Regions from separate parts of the Columba livia genome. Here region 1 is linked to region 2. A link is a contact called in public Hi-C data. All regions are on one chromosome and are shown on one strand. The core of a region is the stretch at or near the end of the contact, and the rest is flanking DNA. Distances in the headings are between cores, read along the strand shown. Region 1 overlaps USP25 (ubiquitin specific peptidase 25). Region 2 overlaps USP25 (ubiquitin specific peptidase 25).

Region 1 (4,013 bases), core at 1,429-3,928, 180 kb after region 2:
ATGGTCAAACTGGAGGGCTGTATTATGCAAGGTCTTGGCAAAACTCTGGTAAGTTTTAAATATTTTCATTAATGACTTGGATAGCAAATAAGTTATAACATTGATGGCTACCACTGAGCTGGGAGGGGTTGCAGGCACCCTTGAGGGCAGGATTAGATTTCATATTCACTTGAGAAACTGGAGTATGTTATAATACCAACAAGATTCAATTTGATGAAGCAAAATTCAAATATTTCACTTCAAACAAAGTGAAAACACAATATAAAATGGCAGTTACCTGGCTAAGCAGCAGTAGTTGAAGCACAGCTGATGTTTTCTAATAGCTCAAATTGAAGAAAAGCCAAAAACATAATGCTGTTGCAAAACTGGTAAATGTCAATCTGAAAAATATTTGTCATGCGAAAGACACAGGAGGTAAGTTTTCCACTCTCCTGGCAATGAGGAGACTCAGCTGGAATACTCTATTCGATTGGGTCATTTCTCCTTGTGAAAGGCAGAGAAACTGCAGAGAACCCTGAGGGAAACCTAACGACTTACAAGACGTTTCACAAACATGATCTGGGAAGAAACGTTAAGGGAACTGCATTTCTTTAGTAAAAAGAAGATTAAGCAGGAGGAAGGTCTTAAAAGCAGTCTTCCAGTATGCAGAACTTGTTATAAAGCAGGCAACAAATAATTTCTCTCCGTAACTGCCAAAATAGAATAAGAACTTATTCAATTATTTCTCAATAAGAGGGATTTCAATTAAATATTACAGGAGAAGCTTCTCACTCTAAAAGTAGAGGGAAAGAGCTTGCGTCACTGCTTTTGCTAGAAGGGGAAGTTGTCAGAAGGAAAAAGAACATATACCAATGGCAGTATTGCGAGCTTATGTAGTTAAACACATGAAGAATGACAGCACTGGAGTCTCTTTGCAGATTTTCAAATAAAGAACATACTCACAAACCTAGGTTTCCCGGGTAAATTGTTTCAGAAGAGTTTCAGTGAGGAGTCTGCTGGAATGGAGTCAGCTTGCTTGCACAAACTCTGACATGAAAAATAAATGCTTTTTTCCTGATACAGAATTGGTAATTTTCTGAGAACAAAATACTGTGCTTGTTGCTGTGATGGGAGTGGGGGAAGGTCAACATCAAAGAACAGCAAAGAAAAATATTGCATCAAAAATCTTGATCTTCAGAGATCCCTTTAGTACAGTATTTATAAAACAAAAACAGCTAACAAAACACCATTATACAATAGACTTGGGAAAAAAAGCTGTCATTCTGCCAAGTGACACATGAGATCTCTTTGGTAACAAGATAAATCGGTGACACATATAGTTTAGCAGTTCAACAACTGCACATTTCTTTTTAAAGGTACAATACAGTGGAATTATACTACATAATGAAATAGCTATTTTCTGCTCTTAAAAGGAAATCTTAATTGTTCCCAAATAACTGCATGTCCATACCTTTACACTCACCATAAATAAAATGAAATTAGGGAGAAAACACACTGTGGAAGTGCTTGTCACCAAGCCCATAGATAGGCTTTATAAAACAAAAATAAATGCTTTTCCTCAGTAAGCAGGTGATTTGTTGTCAGAAATATAATACAAGTTTGGGTTGGGGTTTAGGATTTTATATTTTTTTTAATAACATTTTGGGGGTTTGGGATCACAGATGGAAGAGTAGTCCCTGGCCTGCGATTGTCATTCCAGCTGGAGACAGATGGTGAGGGGCAATGAACATGCTAGAAGAGGGAATGGAGGTGCATCTCCTTCCAATGCACCTGTGATCACTGAGGATGAGTGTGCTGCTGCTGGCAGCACAGTTGACAGTGTTCAAGGAGACTAAATTCTGGATTCTCTCTAGTAGATCTCATTCTCCAAGTAGGTATGTTATTATTTCTTGGGAATTAATAATAATTGTAAGCATGGAAAAAATCATTACTAGGATTTTTCAATTTTAAACTCAGAAACCCATTAAACATATACCTAGAAAAAGCAAAAGCCTAAATTTCTGACTTAGAACCATTTAATGAAGAACAAAACTAAGGGTTTAACAAGAATGAGGGACCTCAAGCATGAGGAAGGCACAGATAAAATGGTATTACATGTTCTGATAAAATTTTCTTCCTTAACCCATGGTGGCTACAACAGTGCCACTAGCTGAAAATGTAGATCATTTCTACATTAACTGAAAGGTCTTTTAATCTGTAAAAACATGAGTAATACGCATGCTTCCTGTTGAAGTGTGACATTGAAAACAAAGCATGAGCATCTGAGGGAGGGCATTTTGGTTGTTTTGGGTTGGGGGGTGGCTGGGGGAGTGTTGGTTTGTGTTTTGGTTTGGATTTTTCTTTGTTCTTGTTTGTTTGTTTTAATTTCTGGTGGTACATTCAGTTGAAATAATTATACCAGAGCCAACAATTAGAATCTCTTACAAGAAGTGTCTGTCTATTCTGTGTTAAAATGGACTCTGAAGATTATTTTAATGATGCCATGCATCTGGAAAATTTCAGTGACACTATGGGCACCAGTATAAAACTTTCTAAAGCCAGTATTTAATAAGCAAGCTAATGACCTGGTAACAGGGATGAATATGGACACTTTCAGGTTTTTAATGCCCAAAATCTAGGCTTGAATGAAAATTATGTATTATAATGGCCTCACTCCAGGACAAATGATTCTAAACTTTCCTGAACACAAAGCATTTAGAGAGGTGCTTGTTGCTGGTTGAGTGGAGGGAAAGTTTTGTTTTGTTGGGTTTTCTCTGGGGTCTTTTCCCTTCAAAAAATGAATTTTGTTTCCAATTTTCCAAAAGAATTTGCAATCTAAACACAGACAGATCTGGTAAGCTACAGACAATCAAACCACTGTCCAAACAACAGCCCTCTGAAATACCTGCAAGTACTGTAAGTTAAATTAAAACCATTCCATTTTAATAATCCACAGAAATTACTAGCAAAAAAAAAAAATCCATTTGTTGATTTAAAAAATGGCAACATTATGATTTGGTTAATCTGATAGTGTCTTTGTAAGCTGTTCACGTAAGACCTCTGGTTAAAAGGCAACCAGTGATGGATGAAACAGGTCTAATTACACATCTCTTTGTAGGTTTGTCAAATGCATAAATATTATGCAAAGAAAATGGCTGTGTGACAAATTATAGTAAATTACTATAATAAAAAAGTTTACTTTTGTTTTAGATAATCAGTGAATTAATTGTGTTTGTTGCCAATTTAAAATGTATAATTAGTACTACATCTGTGTCATTTAAATCAGCTAAGCAATTCTCATTGTATCATTACTGCAGGAATTTTAAGTGTACTTAATGTATTAATGATTCACAATGGGGAAGAATTCTCATTAGTGGAAACTTCTGCATAGTCAATAACCATGAAAATTAGTAAATAAATAAATGAGTTCTCCACCAACCAATGAATTCCGTGTAGGCAATTAAATACTCGTATAAGGGTAAACCTCTCAACAAACTAGATTAGGTATCTATCAAGGGTGGATGCTTGCAAAAGACGCACAATACAAGTGCAATCTTTTTGAACATTTGATGAAAAATTAAGTAGACAACACCAACAGCTTCACAACTACATACTAGACAGAATCCAATGTTTTTACCCATTCTTGCTACCAAATCACTCATGCATTCCAGTCTGGTTGAAAACTACACAAATTCCCAAAATTTTAAGAAATTGAAGCTGTTCGCAATGTTCTGCTTATGAAAAAGCAGAAAGACAGAGCCGTAAAGCACATAAATGCAGTATTCCAGTGTGCTGAGACAGTCCTAACAGCAAATCTCAGCAGGAATAGGGCTGGCATGAGACTGCTGACTAAGGGATACAAGCAGCAACCACAGACTACCTTGTATTTGGTCAGCACAACTTTCTTGATTTCTCTGTTAATTAAAAGGACTAAATCTGGAAACAATTTTGATGCCTTCCTCAGCTCTGACATACATGTGTGTGTGTGTGTATATATATATATGTGTGTGTGTGTGTGTGTGTGTGTATATATA
Region 2 (4,079 bases), core at 844-3,343:
TGAAAAAGAATTTTAAACAAAATAAACAAGAATGATGAGAGATGAGAAATATGTTTTTCTGCAACCACACTTAACCCATTCAGTAATGTTGAAGAGATGTGCAGAAAGTCACTATCATTAGCTTTTTTGTTTGTTTAGATTCAAGGATCAAGGAATTCACAAAATTGTAGGGACCCTTCACGTGTGTTTTTGAAAACAGAGTTTTCATGGCCTTGAGAGCAAGAATATGGCTTCCACACAAACCAGACCTGACCAAGCACTTTGCAAATGTATAAACCAAGAATGTCATAAGCTGTTCTGTATAGGACAGGAGCAGAAATCCACCTATATAGGAATTAGAACTCCAAACCTTATCAACCAGGTGAGCTCCTGCAATTCAAACTAGTTGGTCTACAGGAAAGTGACTTGGAATCAGACAAGAACTCAGCAGGCCTCTTTGGGATGTCACAACTGAGACCAGCAAACAGCCAAAGAAACAAAATGTTGCTGTAGACTACAGCATTAGAAAGCCCACAAAAGCAAGATTTCTACAGATGAAAAATGTTCCACAAAAGAGACAGTGGAGAGAATGTCATCAGAATAATATATCTCCTGTACTTCTTGTACCTCTTATATCTCTTGTAAGAAAGTACAGGATGACAGCCATAACATGATGGCACCGAGGGCCTGGTGACAGTCAGGCCTGACCTACACTGAAGGTCTGTGTGCCTCCTCAGCCAACCTCAGCACCTGCACACTGACAGCTCTGGAGAAGAAGCTGGACAGCTTTGGACAACACAGCAGTGCTGGGAATTTGACCACACATATTATGCACCCTAAGAGACTCTTGGATTCCCCTAACTTTCCTTTGACTGGCATGAGAAGATGCCAGTTGAAAATACACTTTTGATACAAACCTGATAGGACATGCCTACTTAGCAGAGAAAATGGCAATTTATTCTGCAGACTAAGAGCAAAGGACCACTTCTACTGTTCTCTACCAGAAAAAAACATAGCATGCAACACAGAAAAAACCTATCTAAGATTTGTACATAAAGCAGACCTCATCTTGTTTGGAGCCTTTGGACACTATAACAACGAAATAAGAACAAGTTCTGGATACTAGTTATTATTCTCATATGGTTACCAAGCAACTTATTACTAAAGATGGGTATCTGACACTGCCTCCCCCAACTCAATCTCTCCTCTTCTATTACCACCTTGCCTATTATTGACTGCACTGTTACATCTAACATGAAAGTGTTAGCTCCTTGAGAAGACAGCCTAATTATTTTGTATGTGTAAGATGCCCCACAGACTCCCGTGATGCACTGCTCATACCAACCCATTACGATTGGGCTGATCCTTCAAGAGTCAGGTAATAAACACAAGTATGTCAAGACTCAAGGAGAAGCAAACTTCCTGTACCAGAGTGAATGTAAAGTACAGAGTGGAACACTAAGGCAGAGCTAGCCCAGCTGTTTTTGCAGCAAAATTAGTGGTCATCTCTAACATGGGAAATGCTACATGGAACACTGCACAAAATGTAAAATCTCCAGCTGTGCAAAGCAGAAAGGAATCTTTCCAGGACAAGTTTTGTACATGATTATCTATATTAATCTAGGCCAGAATTGCAGGTGCGCTGGCAGTAACACCACATACATTTTGCCTGTCTATCTGCTCTACCTTTTACGTTTTCCTTATTTGCTTTCACAAATTTTCATACCCTTGAGTAATCTCTGTTGCAGTGGGCCATTCTATATCACTGTATATTTTCAAATTCTTTTAATATCAACTTCAAATGCTAACATTATTTAAAGATATATCTGTATGTATCTCTGTATTGTTGTGTATCATACACACACACAATCTTCACATGCATACATCCAAAGTAACCCTAACAGAACTGCTGCCAACTGCACTGATATAATACAGCTTTCCCCACCAGATGGCAGTAACTTCAACTTAATATTAACCAGACTGTTTGCCACATGTGCAGCAAACAATAGCATTCTTTATATTTGTGTTTTTCCGTAAGAGGGAAATGCCATTTTTTTTCAGAGGTAGAATTATTCCAGTTTCCTTCGATTTAATGACAAACCAAAGGACAAAGTTTGCTACTAACAGCTAAGATCAACATTGATCGGTATATCCCCCAAGTATTTTTTTTTAAACACATCATCCCATATTGTTTCTTTTTTCAGTATACTATAATTTTGTCAAATTTGAGAAATATGGGTGTTATTTCCAGTCATTGTCTTTTTCTAAGAATAATTCCCAAACAGAAATTACTGGGTAACTTTCAATTGCATAATAAACTTAAACTTTTACAATATATGCTAATAATTAAAATTTTTAAAGGACTACAAAGAAATTAAAAAAATGGAAAACATCTTGTGCATAATTGTTTGACAAAAAATATACAGCGTGCAGACTTCTCTACTTATGAAAAATTCAGGATACCATCTACAGCAAAAACATTGCAGGCAATACATACTATATTATATATAGACTAAATTGCCTTTAAAGTGGGATCTAACAATTGCTTCTATTGGTAAGAGTAGGAAAGTTTTTGTCAGCAAAGTCCAGGCAATATAAAAATCATGTAATCTGGTGAATGGGGACTGCTTTGCAGGATATCTACCTTTAGAAGTAACTCATCCATAGATTCTAGCCAAAGATTGTTCACCTTTTATTTCCTTAACTTCTTATTTTTGAAATAAATTTTCCAGAAGAAAATGTCATATATTATAAAAAGAGGACTTCACTCTTATTCTACTAATATTAGTGTTCAGAATGATTAAGTGGGTCTATACTCAGCTCTATGCTGACTGCAAAGAAAATATCAAAAAATGCACATTCTTATTAATAAAACACACACATCTTTCAATAAATTTATGACCAAATACATGGTCTGTTTGGACAGCTGGCTTCCACTATCCTACAAGTACAGATTCAAATACTTTTTTGTTTCATGATTTTGAGTTTTTAGGTAGAAAGACAAAGTAGAGCAATGTTTTCTCCAGATATACAAAACAGATCAGTACAGTGATGGGGGAAAAAAAAAAATCACAAAAATAAAACAAACAAACAAAAGAAATTACCTGGATTTTTATGGAAAAACAAAAGTTTGAGAGAAAACAAGGACAGTGAAAAAGAAACTGACCTTAGGCACATAAGAAATGAGAGAAAGGAACCAAGACCTAACAAAGGATTCCTAGTAAAAGGAGGAAACATAAGCAGGATGGAAAGAAATTACGATTTTGAAGCCTTTGGAAGGAGAGAGGGGGAAAGCCAAAGTATTGCCATCAAGCTTGGCTTCAGGAATGCCATTACAATGAAGCTCAAAGTATTTCATAGAAAATCTAGGCCTCTGTTACCTGTTCCAGTTGAAATACGCTGGTGGATTACTGCTTTTCAATAATATAGTGATATGACTACTTTCTATTAATATAAAATCAAGCAGCCAGACACACTTGTCCTTCACACTTATGGTTAATATTCCTGCATATTTCACTTTTCATAACCAGCTCCTCTATATAAACCAATAATCTAAGTCCAGTTCATATGGATGTGTACTAGATGCCTGGCATCCCAAATCAACGCCATTTGAACTGAAGAAAACCTCTGGATACAGTATATTTCAAAAGACCTTTTCATAAACTTTTCATTGTAGTTTGATATTCTTCTGAGATTGCACATTCACATCAACTGAAAATACAAGCAGAATGCACCACAAAAGTAAGTTACTCCTAACATCTGAAGGAACGGGAAAAGTAAATGTAACAAGGAATTTTTAATACGAATCAGGTCAAAATGGTTTTAAGTGAAAAATAAAGGTCCCAGCATAAAGAGTTTAGCACAATCCTGCAACATTTAAAGGGCCAGTAAAGTAGTAATTACAGACAACTGCTTTTTCCTCCAGCTGCAGTATCTGTAGCAATCCTACAGCAATGTTTCAAAATTCCTGTATATTTTGAAAAGGATGTGAAAAAATTAGACAGAGGTGAAATAAGAGCAACAAAAAAATGAATACCGGACAGTTCTTACAGTGAAAGTCTTAAGAGATATTAAATCTATATTAGCTGACTTGAACAAAT

What was found. A called contact is a pair of places that touch in the nucleus more often than the background predicts.
Region 1: a Hi-C map of liver shows a contact between it and region 2, with 4 times the contacts expected there. The contact joins two enhancer-like sites. A contact is called at or near these places in 2 of 2 Hi-C or Micro-C datasets (crop and liver).

Annotation. Positions count from the first base shown.
Region 1 is chr1:78,547,028-78,551,040 of bColLiv1.pat.W.v2, forward strand. All of the region lies in intron 28 of USP25 (ubiquitin specific peptidase 25), which reads right to left. Among named protein-coding and RNA genes, the nearest start is that of USP25, 140 kb to the right of the region's middle. Within about 2 kb of position 2,679, at least 2 of the 3 cell types and tissues checked have an H3K27ac peak away from gene starts, as active enhancers do.
Region 2 is chr1:78,365,333-78,369,411 of bColLiv1.pat.W.v2, forward strand. The region is part of intron 31 of USP25 (ubiquitin specific peptidase 25); the gene reads right to left. Among named protein-coding and RNA genes, the nearest start is that of USP25, 320 kb to the right of the region's middle. Within about 2 kb of position 2,094, at least 2 of the 3 cell types and tissues checked have an H3K27ac peak away from gene starts, as active enhancers do.